3 separate regions of the Mus musculus genome follow, and regions 2 and 3 are each linked to region 1. Evidence: chromatin contacts called from public HiChIP or PLAC-seq data. All regions are on one chromosome and are shown on one strand. Each heading gives the region's core, a stretch centred on a gene start, on an enhancer-like site or on the middle of the called end of the contact. The rest is flanking DNA. Distances are from core to core; before and after follow the strand shown. Region 1 has its middle 26 kb from the start of Zfp992. Region 2 has its middle 4.7 kb from the start of Gm46898. Region 3 has its middle 21 kb from the start of Zfp990.

The links. HiChIP or PLAC-seq counts read pairs in DNA pulled down with a chosen protein or histone mark.
Region 2: an H3K4me3 HiChIP or PLAC-seq map of embryonic stem cells shows a contact between it and region 1, with 18 times the contacts expected there. The contact joins two enhancer-like sites. A contact is called at or near these places in 1 of 15 datasets of contacts at CTCF or cohesin (large pre-B cells), 1 of 484 Hi-C or Micro-C datasets (bone marrow-derived macrophages) and 9 of 115 datasets of contacts at active chromatin or transcription factors (acute myeloid leukemia, bone marrow-derived dendritic cells, embryonic limb bud and 2 more).
Region 3: an H3K4me3 HiChIP or PLAC-seq map of embryonic stem cells shows a contact between it and region 1, with 11 times the contacts expected there. The contact joins two enhancer-like sites. A contact is called at or near these places in 3 of 15 datasets of contacts at CTCF or cohesin (embryonic stem cells and stem cell-derived epiblast-like cells), 1 of 484 Hi-C or Micro-C datasets (embryonic stem cells), 12 of 115 datasets of contacts at active chromatin or transcription factors (cardiomyocytes, embryonic stem cells, pancreatic cancer cells and 3 more) and 3 of 9 other capture datasets (embryonic tail, embryonic trunk and macrophages).

What each region holds. Positions count from the first base shown.
Region 1 is chr4:146,473,404-146,476,707 of GRCm38.p6, reverse strand. It overlaps the pseudogene Vmn2r-ps16 and the pseudogene Gm13241. Among named protein-coding and RNA genes, the nearest start is that of Zfp992, 26 kb to the right of the region's middle. Within about 2 kb of position 1,362, at least 13 of the 459 cell types and tissues checked have an H3K27ac peak or open chromatin away from gene starts, as enhancers often do. A contact at or near this core is called in embryonic stem cells, where this site is marked.
Region 2 is chr4:147,405,291-147,408,736 of GRCm38.p6, reverse strand. No RefSeq gene overlaps it. Among named protein-coding and RNA genes, the nearest start is that of Gm46898, 4.7 kb to the left of the region's middle. Within about 2 kb of position 1,691, at least 77 of the 459 cell types and tissues checked have an H3K27ac peak or open chromatin away from gene starts, as enhancers often do. A contact at or near this core is called in embryonic stem cells, where this site is marked.
Region 3 is chr4:145,487,767-145,491,249 of GRCm38.p6, reverse strand. No RefSeq gene overlaps it. Among named protein-coding and RNA genes, the nearest start is that of Zfp990, 21 kb to the left of the region's middle. Within about 2 kb of position 1,664, at least 1 of the 459 cell types and tissues checked has an H3K27ac peak or open chromatin away from gene starts, as enhancers often do. A contact at or near this core is called in embryonic stem cells, where this site is marked.

The DNA.
Region 1 (3,304 bases), core at 113-2,612:
ACATCATTTCTGACAGTGGCTTGTTCCAGGGAGTCTAACATAGGCAAAGCCTACAGAGTTTGCCTTAGGATGAGGCACAGAACAGGTTAATTAAGGTCACTTACCTCTTCATCATTTACAGCAGATCAGAACCCAGATGTCTGACTTCTGAAGGCTTTCTGACAGGAATCCAGTAGAGTTGATTTCAAGGTTCACACAGGCACTAGTAGCTGTAACCTTATGTTGAAGATGTGATCCAAATGAAATCTATAACTAAGGGCAGCAAATCTGAGGTAGTCAACCTTGCGAAGGCTCAGTATCTGAACGTAAAGATGTTTGAATGGCCACTTGCTGCAGGTTTGGTTTTATACACAGAGCAAATATGGAAACACTGTTGAATCTAATTCACAAATACTTAAGACAATGAAACACCCCTAAATCCAACACACATCAAGATCAGTTGTGACTCTTGAACTTCCATAATGCAACAGGGACAGTCACTGGACTTTGAGGTCTTCAGTCAGTCACTGTAGATCCATAAATCAAAACGATGAATGGCTGTTCTTGGTGGTTAGCTGTGGTCTAATTACCTTCGTAGGCTTAGCAAAGACCATTCCTTACCTATACTGTGTGTGGCTGTACTTCTGATTCTCAAGCACAGCATACTGGTTGTCTAGCTGAAGTTTAAGGGCCTGGTTTTTTGAAACCTCCTCCCTATCTCTATTTTTGTGTCTTACTACTTCAAAGCTCTTCTCCATTTCTTTATCCTTCCGGCTCTCTACATGCTTGTCAGTGGACTGCAGGGATGGGAACTGTGTGTCACTGTATATTTCCGGTGGTCCTTGTGGTGTTTTCCTTGTTGTGGTTAGCCTTGCCTCAGGAGGCCTAAATACACCACTGGGCATTGCTGGCCCCGGGGTTTCTGTAACTGTTACTGGAGCAGGAGGCGCTTGTACCAGAACGGTTTTATTCCAGGGACCTGGAGATTTTTCTGCTCCACTGCCACCTCTACCTTCTTCCCAATTATCTCCTGGATCTTCTCTCTTCTCATTATCATCATCTTGCTTTTCACTTATTTGCATTGCCTGAACTCTTAATCCACTGTAATCAACCTCTATGTGCTCAAATTCTTTCCACTCATTTTCATCCTTCGTTATGGCCTTGTCGGCCGGGCCCGCGCTCCCGCTGTCTCTGGACCTAGCACCAGAGCCCGAGCTCCCTAAGTCGCCCGACCTGGCACCTGAGACCGAGCTCCGGCCATCGCCCGGCCTGGAGCCCGCCGCCGCGCTGCTCCCGTCAGTGCCGCTCGCAACGTTGGCCGCCCGACTGCTCCGTTCCTTCTTTTTCTTGTCCCTCTTGGCGAAGAAGTTGTCCAGGCTCCGCTCCTCGGTCTCGGCCTTGACCGTGGTCCGGATGGGTGGGGGCGGCGCTCGCGGCTCCGAGTTCTGGGTCAAGGCCGCTGTGCGCTCAGGCTGCGGGGTGTGGCGTCGCCTCAGCCCCGCGGGGTCGTCGAGGCGCAGGCGGCAGGACCGCCGGCTCCCCCCGTGCTCTGGTGTGACGTCGCCTCAGCCCCACGGGGTCGCCGAGGCGCGGGAGGCAGGGCGGCCGGCTCCCCCGTGCTCTGGTGTGACGTCGACTCAGCCCCACGGGGTCGCCGAGGCGCGGTTGGCAGGGCGGCTCCCCCCGTGCTCTGGTGGTATGCTCCTCCCCGGGAACCGCGAGCGTGGAGCAGGGTCGCGCCCGCACCGCTGCCTGAGGGACTAGGAAGACGTTCCCTGGCGAAAGCTCAGCTAAGGATGGCGCCAGAAGGAGGAAGATGCTCGGGCCTGAGGAGGGGCGAGAGGACTGGGAGGGAAGGAAGGAGGGCGGGAAACCAGCTGAGAGAGGCAGCACCGCGCCTGTGCGCTCAGTTCCGTCCTCCGCTGTGGGCGTGCCGAGGGGGGCGGGCGGCGGGATGAGAAGGGGGCGGGTCTTCCGGGAGAGCCAATCAGATGTTATTTCATTTCTTTTTCATTTACCTTGCATTAAATACACAGTGCTTTCAAATTCATGGCTACTGTTTGATTTAGTTGTTGTTACCATTTGACATTGACTGAAGTTACTCTGCAGGACTTATCAACTTAGGTAGAGATTGCAGCAGTGGGCAACGAGTGTGTAACAAATTATGTACACAAAATACCCTGTTCTTTGTAAGAGGAACAGTAAGTTCTCTTGGAGACAAATAAATTCTCCTAAAATAAATATTTCCCATACTAGGGCTCTGTCTGTCCCTGGGGTGGCAGTGCAGAGCTAGTAATGCCCCAGCTGTCTGAGTCATTTGATCTCTTGAATCCCCCAAATAGAGGATCTACTGCTGTCCTGTGGCCAAGCTTCATGGTACAAGTTAATGAGGGACTCTGACCAGGCCTACCATCCTAGGGATGGTACTATTAATGTGGAAACATGGAATAAAATTGGTGAGCGAATTAGAAGCTTTTAGGCTGCTCATGGTCCTGAAAAGGTGCCCATTGAAGCTTTTACTTTGTGGTCCTTAGTAAAGGAATGCCTGAGAGTAGATACAGGAGATGAGAAATGGGCATGGGGGACTCCATCGACAGTAAACCCGAGAAAGGTAGGAAGAGTGGCTAGAATATGGGACACACATTAAGTAGACATGAATTGTTTTTAACAGGATCTCAAGGAATCCCTCAAGACACGAGGAACATGGGTTAAGAAAATTTGTTCACAGCCAAGAGCTGCTCTAGGTGGGAGGAATAGGGTTTAAAATAAAATAAAATAAATAAAGAGTAAAACACAAAACTACAAAAACATAATAACAGGTGTTAGAAAAATTCTTACATTTACGTTGTTCTTAATTCCCAGAAGTAGGAATGATATGTGTGTGTGTGTGTGTATTCATATATATATGAAAGAATTTGACAAGTTTGAGGAGTAATTAGGAGAGTTAGAAAAGCAGGGCACTGGGCAGCAACTATCAGAAGCTACCACTGTGACTCCTCACCCTTTGCTGGCAGAATTCCCAGAAGAAGGAGATAAAGAATTAGACTTTGAACATGAGAGAGAAAAAGATAGAGAGACTAGGTTTCAGAAAAGCAGTTATCCCCTGTTCGGGACCTTTTAGCAAAAGAGAAGAAAAATGGAAATAAGCTATTTTAGAGCTCTCCTAGGGACAGGAGGAAATCGGGAGACGCCTTGCTTCCTCTCTGTCTCCTATGGAGATATTCTTAGTTCTGGTTAGGATATCTGGGTCCCTTTGAGACATCAAGTTCTAATCCCTGTCTATTGTCTGTTCTTGGTGCACCAAATTGTCCATATGTCTGTCAAT
Region 2 (3,446 bases), core at 442-2,941, 930 kb before region 1:
CAGATAGATTCTAGAAGGATCTGGTCCCAGGCTGCTTCTTGGTTCCTGTGTCCTGAGGGCTCTAGGAGGGTCCTCTTGGGCTGGGTATTTGAGCAGAAGTGGTGGTCTTACCTGTGCTCTCAGGTGTGTCAGCACTCCTGGAAGACCAGCTTTCTCCCAGAGGAATTTGGGTTTGGAGAGCTGTGGCACAGGGTCAGCTCCAGGAGCAGATGGAAACCAGAAACTCTTTATTATTTTTAACTTATTAACAAATATATCCAGTTTAAATAATTTTTTACAATATACTTCATTCTTCTTGTTATCATGAAATTTAGAAAACAATTTTAATGAGTTAATTAAAAATGGAAGACCAAGAGGCTTTATCTAAAACACATAAAACATAGTGTTTTAGATATCTGTTATAAGTAGTTAAAATACATTAGTAGTTTTGTGACCAAATTTAAATTAAGTATGTGTTAAAATTTAAGCCATTATGCAGTGTAAGAGGACATGGAGTTTTGTTGTTAGAAACAGCATTTACTTTTATTGTACTTAAGAGGTAACAAAATATGATAAGACATCCAGATCAGGATAGAGTTTGACTTAATTATTCATTTTTAAGCTAATAACAAGGATAACTAATTTTTAAAAATATATCATTATGTTGCAATATATTAATCATCTGTAAACTCTAAAATATCTGTATAAGCCTTAAAGTAGGTTCTTAAATAATAATTTAAAAAGTTATTTAGAGTTATCTCTTACATAGTTCTTGAAAAGCGCATTCGTTTGACTTTAAAGAGGCAGAAGTAGTAAGAAAATCACATAAACATCTTCAAAGCGTTCATATTCATATGTCTATTGCCATATATGTGATATGTATACGAAAGCACAGGCATAAATCATCCTTTTAATCTTTGGAATAGAGTTTAGTATTTCAAGGGAGTGCACAGGAAGATCATATCCTACAGAAGGTGCAACCATCTCTTAAAGTTAATGTAGGTCCTCAAGAAATATGGGACAAGTTAATGTATATCCTCAAGCAATACAGGCCAGAAGTGGGATAAGGATCAAAGAGATAGCATCTAGACCAGTACAGTGGGAGTATGTATATCTTACCCTAAAAGCAGATTTGAAAATGTTTTATTTAAAAACTCATATTAGGTGCGAGCTGAACCACCTGGGTGCGATGTGCAGAGGTAGAGCATCCGCCAGCGAGGCTCCGGAGCCCAGGTCCGAAGAAGCGGGGTCCAGAGCCGGCGCCTCGCGCCACAGGCCGCCCCCCGGGCTCAGGAGCCTAAGGAGCCGCAGCGAAGGGAGGGAGGCGCCGCGCCGTTCGCGTCCCCCGTCTCAGGACTCCACAGCCCGCGCCGGCGGCCCTCACTCCTCCAGGCTTCGGGAGGGCTCGCGGCGGTGGGGTAGCCAGGCGGAGCTCTGGAAGCCGCGGTCGCGTGGCGTCGTGCTCCGGCTCCAGCCGCCGCCGGCCCCGCCAGCCAGCCGCGCCGCCCTGCTCCGTCCCGGGCTGCGTTCGCCGGCGCTCCTCGCCGCTGTGGAGACAATGGAGGGCGGCAGAGCGCACGCGCGGCCCGCGCCCCCTCCCTCCTCTCGCACCCCCCCCCCCCGCCGGGTTAACCCTTTCGCGGCCCCTGCGGCGCAACGGCGAGCTGCGGCCTCGGAGGTCCCCACCCACCCACCGCCTGCGCCCCGGGCGGTCCAGGGACAGGACGTCTCCAGCCGCGACAGAGATAACACTTCCTCTGGAACACAGCTCTGCTGTAGTCGCGGCGAAAGTCGAATCACTATCTTCAAAACGAGACCCTGAGTGGGGGGAGGGGTAACGACGGTTTTAGCGGGTAGGAAGGAAACATGAAGAAGAAAGAAAAACCAACTAATAAAGCCTACCTGGGTTTGAGGGTCACTGGGCGAGCTCCCCTCCCACCACAGACCTGTCCTCACAGCACCCTCTGGTGGATATGCTGTCCATTCGTTTGGAGGTTCTCCATCCAAGGACCCCAGTCAACCTTAGGAAGTTTACCATGGGGGGTGGGGGGTGGGGGGGGGAGGGAGGGGGGAGGGAGTCAGCTTGGACCCAAACACCTGGAGTCTTTATTTGGGATTAGCTGTTAGGAGATACAACAGTGCCCCAGTGGCGCCTAGACTTTGCTGTCGTTAGATCAGAACCAACTATTTGGGTCTAAATCGATTCCTTAGGCTAGAATATAATCCTCAAAATCAATAGGTGGATTAAAAAAAAAAAAACCGGCAAAATAGAACCATGCAGCGGAGCTGTTTTAGAAACTCCTTGCCCAAGGCCGATTGCTGTTTTGTTTATCATGTATTTTGACATAGAGCCATATTTTGACATAGAGCTACGAGGCAAGGGCACAGTACTCAATATTTGTTGACCAAATTGCAAAAAAAAATAAAAATAAAAACTCATATTAATCATCTCCCTTTAAGATATGGTCCCTTTAAGACGAGTACTCTGGCTTTTATGTCGACATGTATTATGAAAACAACAATAAAACATATAACCATATATATATTCATACATAATAGACATTTAATAGCTGGGTGGTCAGCCATGGTGCATGGTTTCTAATTACAGCACCCAGAAGGCAGAGTCCCAGAAACTATCTCAAAAAAAAAAAAAAAAATCAAAACCACAAAAAAAGAAAGAAAAAATTTTCAACATTATTATTTGTTTGTATTACATTTCCTATAATCCTCATTGTGAAAAGGAAACAAAATAGAGATCTTCAGTAAACATGTAAATCTATTAATTTATAGATGGCCCAGTACAAAAACAAACAAACAAGCAAACAAAAACACATACATACAAACATAAATACACTTAACAGTTTTATACTAAGAATAGTGTGGCCTACTCAATTATTCTTTTTATATTATATGTAGGAAAGTGACTTAGAACGTTAAAGAAACAATAAGGGTGGCTGGTGAGATGGCTCAACAGTTAAGCGCTCTAACTGCTCTTCCAAAGATCCTGAGTTCAAATCCCAGCAACCACATGGTGGCTCACAACCATCCATAATGAGATCTGATACCCTCTTTTGGAGTGTCCAAAGACAGCTACAGTGTACTTACATATAATACATAAGTAAATCTTAAAAAAAAAAGAAATAAGATAAGTCACCACTGGGATAACCATCAAAACAATTTATGAATTATGCAAAACTGCCACAATGTCCTCAAGCAAGATAGCTGCGTATAATGGTCAAAAGCATAGACAGATGGGAGGGAGAATCCTCTGGCTCAACGTTGTAGCATTCATTAAACAAACTTAGACTTAAAAAATAAACAAGAGTATTTTGAAGAAATAATATGAATTTTATGTTATTATATATATATATATATATATATATATATATATATATATATATATGAGATGAAATAGTATGTATATTTAGCTTCTGTTTTGGAAGGAAATCCTGATCAATTTTATGTAT
Region 3 (3,483 bases), core at 415-2,914, 990 kb after region 1:
AATCTAATGGAACAAAAAGTGGAGAATAGCTTTGAACTTGTTGGATCAGGAAACAACTTCCTAAACTGAATGGTTGAGAAGCACCTGAAAAAATGTTCAACATCCTTAATCATCAGGGAAATGCAAATCAAAACAACCCTGAGATTCTACCTCATACTAGTCAGAATGGCTAAGATCAAAAATTCAGGTAACAGCAGATGCTGGATAGAATGTAGAGAAAAAGGAACACTCCTCCATTGCTGGTGAAATTGCAAGCTTGTACAACCACCCTGGAAATTAGTCTGGTGGTTCCTCAGAAAATTGTACATAGTACTACCAGAAGATCCAGCAGTACCTCTCCTGGGCATATACCCAGAAGATGTTCCAACTGGTAAAAAGGACACATGCTCCACTATGTTCATAGCAGCCTTATTTATTTTAGCCAGAAGCTGGAAAGAACCCAGATGTCCCTCAACAGAGGAATGGATACAGAAAATGTGGTACATTTACATGATGGAGTACTACTCAGCTATTAAAAACAATGAATTTATGAAATTCTTAGGTAAATATATGTATCTGGAGGAGATCATCCTGAGAGGTAACCCAATCACAAAAGAACTCACTTGATATGCACTCACTGATAAGTGAATATTAGCCCAGAAACTTAGAGTACCCAAGATACAATTTGCAAAACGCAAGAAAATTAAGAAGAAAGACCAATGTGTGGATACTTCATTCCGTCTTAGAATAGGAAACATAATACCCGTGGAAGGAGTTAAAGAGAAAGAGTTTGGAGCTGAGAGTAAAGGAAGGACCATCCAGAGACTGCTCCACCTGGGGATCCATCCCATAATCAGCCACCAAAAGCAGACACTATTGCATACACCAGCAAGATTTTGCTGAAAGGACCCTGATATAGCTGTCTCTTGTGAGGCTATGTCAGTGCCTGGCAAATATAGAAGTGGATGCTCACAGTCATCTATTGGATGGAACACAGGGCCCCCAATGGAGGAGGAAGAGATAGAACCCAAGGAACTGAAGGGGTCTGCAACCTATACGTGGAACAACAACGTGAACTAACCAGTACCCCCCTGAGCTCGTGTCTCTAGCTGCATATGTAGCAGAAGATGGCCCAGTCTGCCATCATTGGGAAGAGAGGCCCCTTGGTCTTGCAAACTTTATATGTCCCAGTACAGGGGAACATCAGGGCCAAGAAGTGGGAATGGGTGGGTAGGGGAGCACGGCAGGGGGAGGGTAAAAGGGACTTTCAGGATAGCATTTGAAATGTAAATGAAGAAAATATCTAATAAAAAATGAAAAAAAAAGAATGCAGACAGTTGATCTTCTCCAACAAGAGGTCTCTGAAAAAGACCCTGAGTGCAGGGTCTAAGCATTCCCACATCTGCAAGAAGTCCACATTGCAGAATTCAACAAAACATGAATGTGCATAGGCAGAGTGCTTTTCATGAACTAAGGAGCCATTTTTCCTCATGTAAGTGAGCAATCAAAATTGTTTAAAAATGCTATCTAATTCTGTCTTAATCTACAGGAAGTTGTCTACATATAAAAATATTTTAGCCTGCTATCATTCTCTCAAAGCATGCTGGGCTGAACTTTGGAAGTATTTAAAGAAATTCAGGAGGAAAAGCTAACTGGGGTGCCTATTAACATATCAATGCAGACATTGTTGCCTAGGTGCTTTCTTGGCTCCTGATTCTGGATCCAACCAGAGAACTCAGACTGCTTTCTCCCTCAGACTGAAATGCCAAAAATTAACCTCTAAGCACCACCAGCAGAAGAACAGGTAACTTCTTGGAATGCTGCAGGCTGCAAGTCTTAGGAAACTAATAAAGCCTCATAGGAAATTACAATACCCTATACAACCCCCTGTATCATGTGAGGAAAGTCCATATCTTAGTCAGGATATAAATATTAATAAAGCTTGCCATATGGTGGAATTGGTTTTTCTCTGGTGATACCCTGGGTTAACAGAACCTACAATATATGTTCTTCTCAGTCATAATTTGCAGCAATCTTGTTTTCATTTTCATTCAAACCTAAGATGTAATATTAATATCTAAGCCTGTGAAGACATATTCTGAATGGTGTATTTAGATCAAAGCCTGCATATACCTTAGTATATTAATGGAGAAATTAATGGAGAGTGTAACTTTATTCAGTAAATGTTAGTATTTACAGTCATATGATGGTGCTTTATAACCTACATTTTCTAATTCAATCAAATCTGCAATGGTCCCTCATATGACTAATATCTAAAATGCTCTCTTGGGATGTCTATTCAGTCCCCTGTTAAAAGGGAAATGAAGTAGCAAACAGAGAAACAGGGGAGTTAGGAAACATGGGAGAATTTGAGTTCAAGGAGCTTTATTGAGGCTTTAGCATAGAGAATTCCTGTGTACAAACTACAGATACTGCCACGGATCTAAGAGGATATTTTAGAAAAAATTCTGGAAATTATAAAATTAATTAAAACATCACCAAAAACCCCAGGTTCATAGTATCTCAAACTTCCCCAAAATGGTAAGATATCCATGACAGAATTGTGAGAGTGGCAGGAGAAAATACACCCCTGCCCACACCCCTGTTCTCCTGCCCATTTCCCAGCCCAACAGCTGCTCTGACCTTGAAGTTGAAAGGACCGGCTGCTGAATGTTCTGGGAGTAAGGCACAGCAACTTCAGCTTAAGGTGGTACCACAAATACTCCAGACTACTCTTCCACTATGACTCCTGACCATGATGTAGCTGAGATACATTGTCTTTTATATATGAAGGACAAGCCCCCTTTTAAAAACTGTATAACAGGTATTTTACTATTTTATCCCCACCTTTCAGAATTACAAGTCTTGCTTCAATTTAGAAATTGCCTTTCCTCTAATGGGCATGTTCAAGTTCATTCTATGCTTCTTGGTCATATACATGAAGGTAAGGATTAATTTAATTTCTTAACAAAAGCTTGTTGCTTTTCCTATGAAGGTAACTTAGCAAGATCTTACATTACAAATCACCATTGCACTCAGAGAAACTGCTCCTGCATTCCTGCAAAGCTGTTAGCTCAGCTTGGGTATTTAACCCCTGATGAGCCTATATCCCTGTAATTTAAAACAGACAAATGTTACACATGTCCTGTCTTTTGGAAAGTTTGCTTTTATTCCTGTATGTATGTACGCTTCATTCTCATTGTTATTTATGCCTTGGCCTAACCTGGGGAAACTTTCAAAGATATGATACAGTATTTGTTTCATTAGTTTATAATGCCAAGGGCTCAAATCAGAAAATACCATTGTTTAAACTTAAAAGGCATATTAAAATTCATGTTTGACTCTTAGTTTCTCATATTCCCCTGACATCCCCTATAATACACAGGGACATCCTATTGTAGAATGAGCTCATCAAACCTTAACAGATATAGATATCAAATTACAAAATAAAATTATAATTATTCATTTCCTTATAATACTTTATAGACCAATAAATGAGTACAT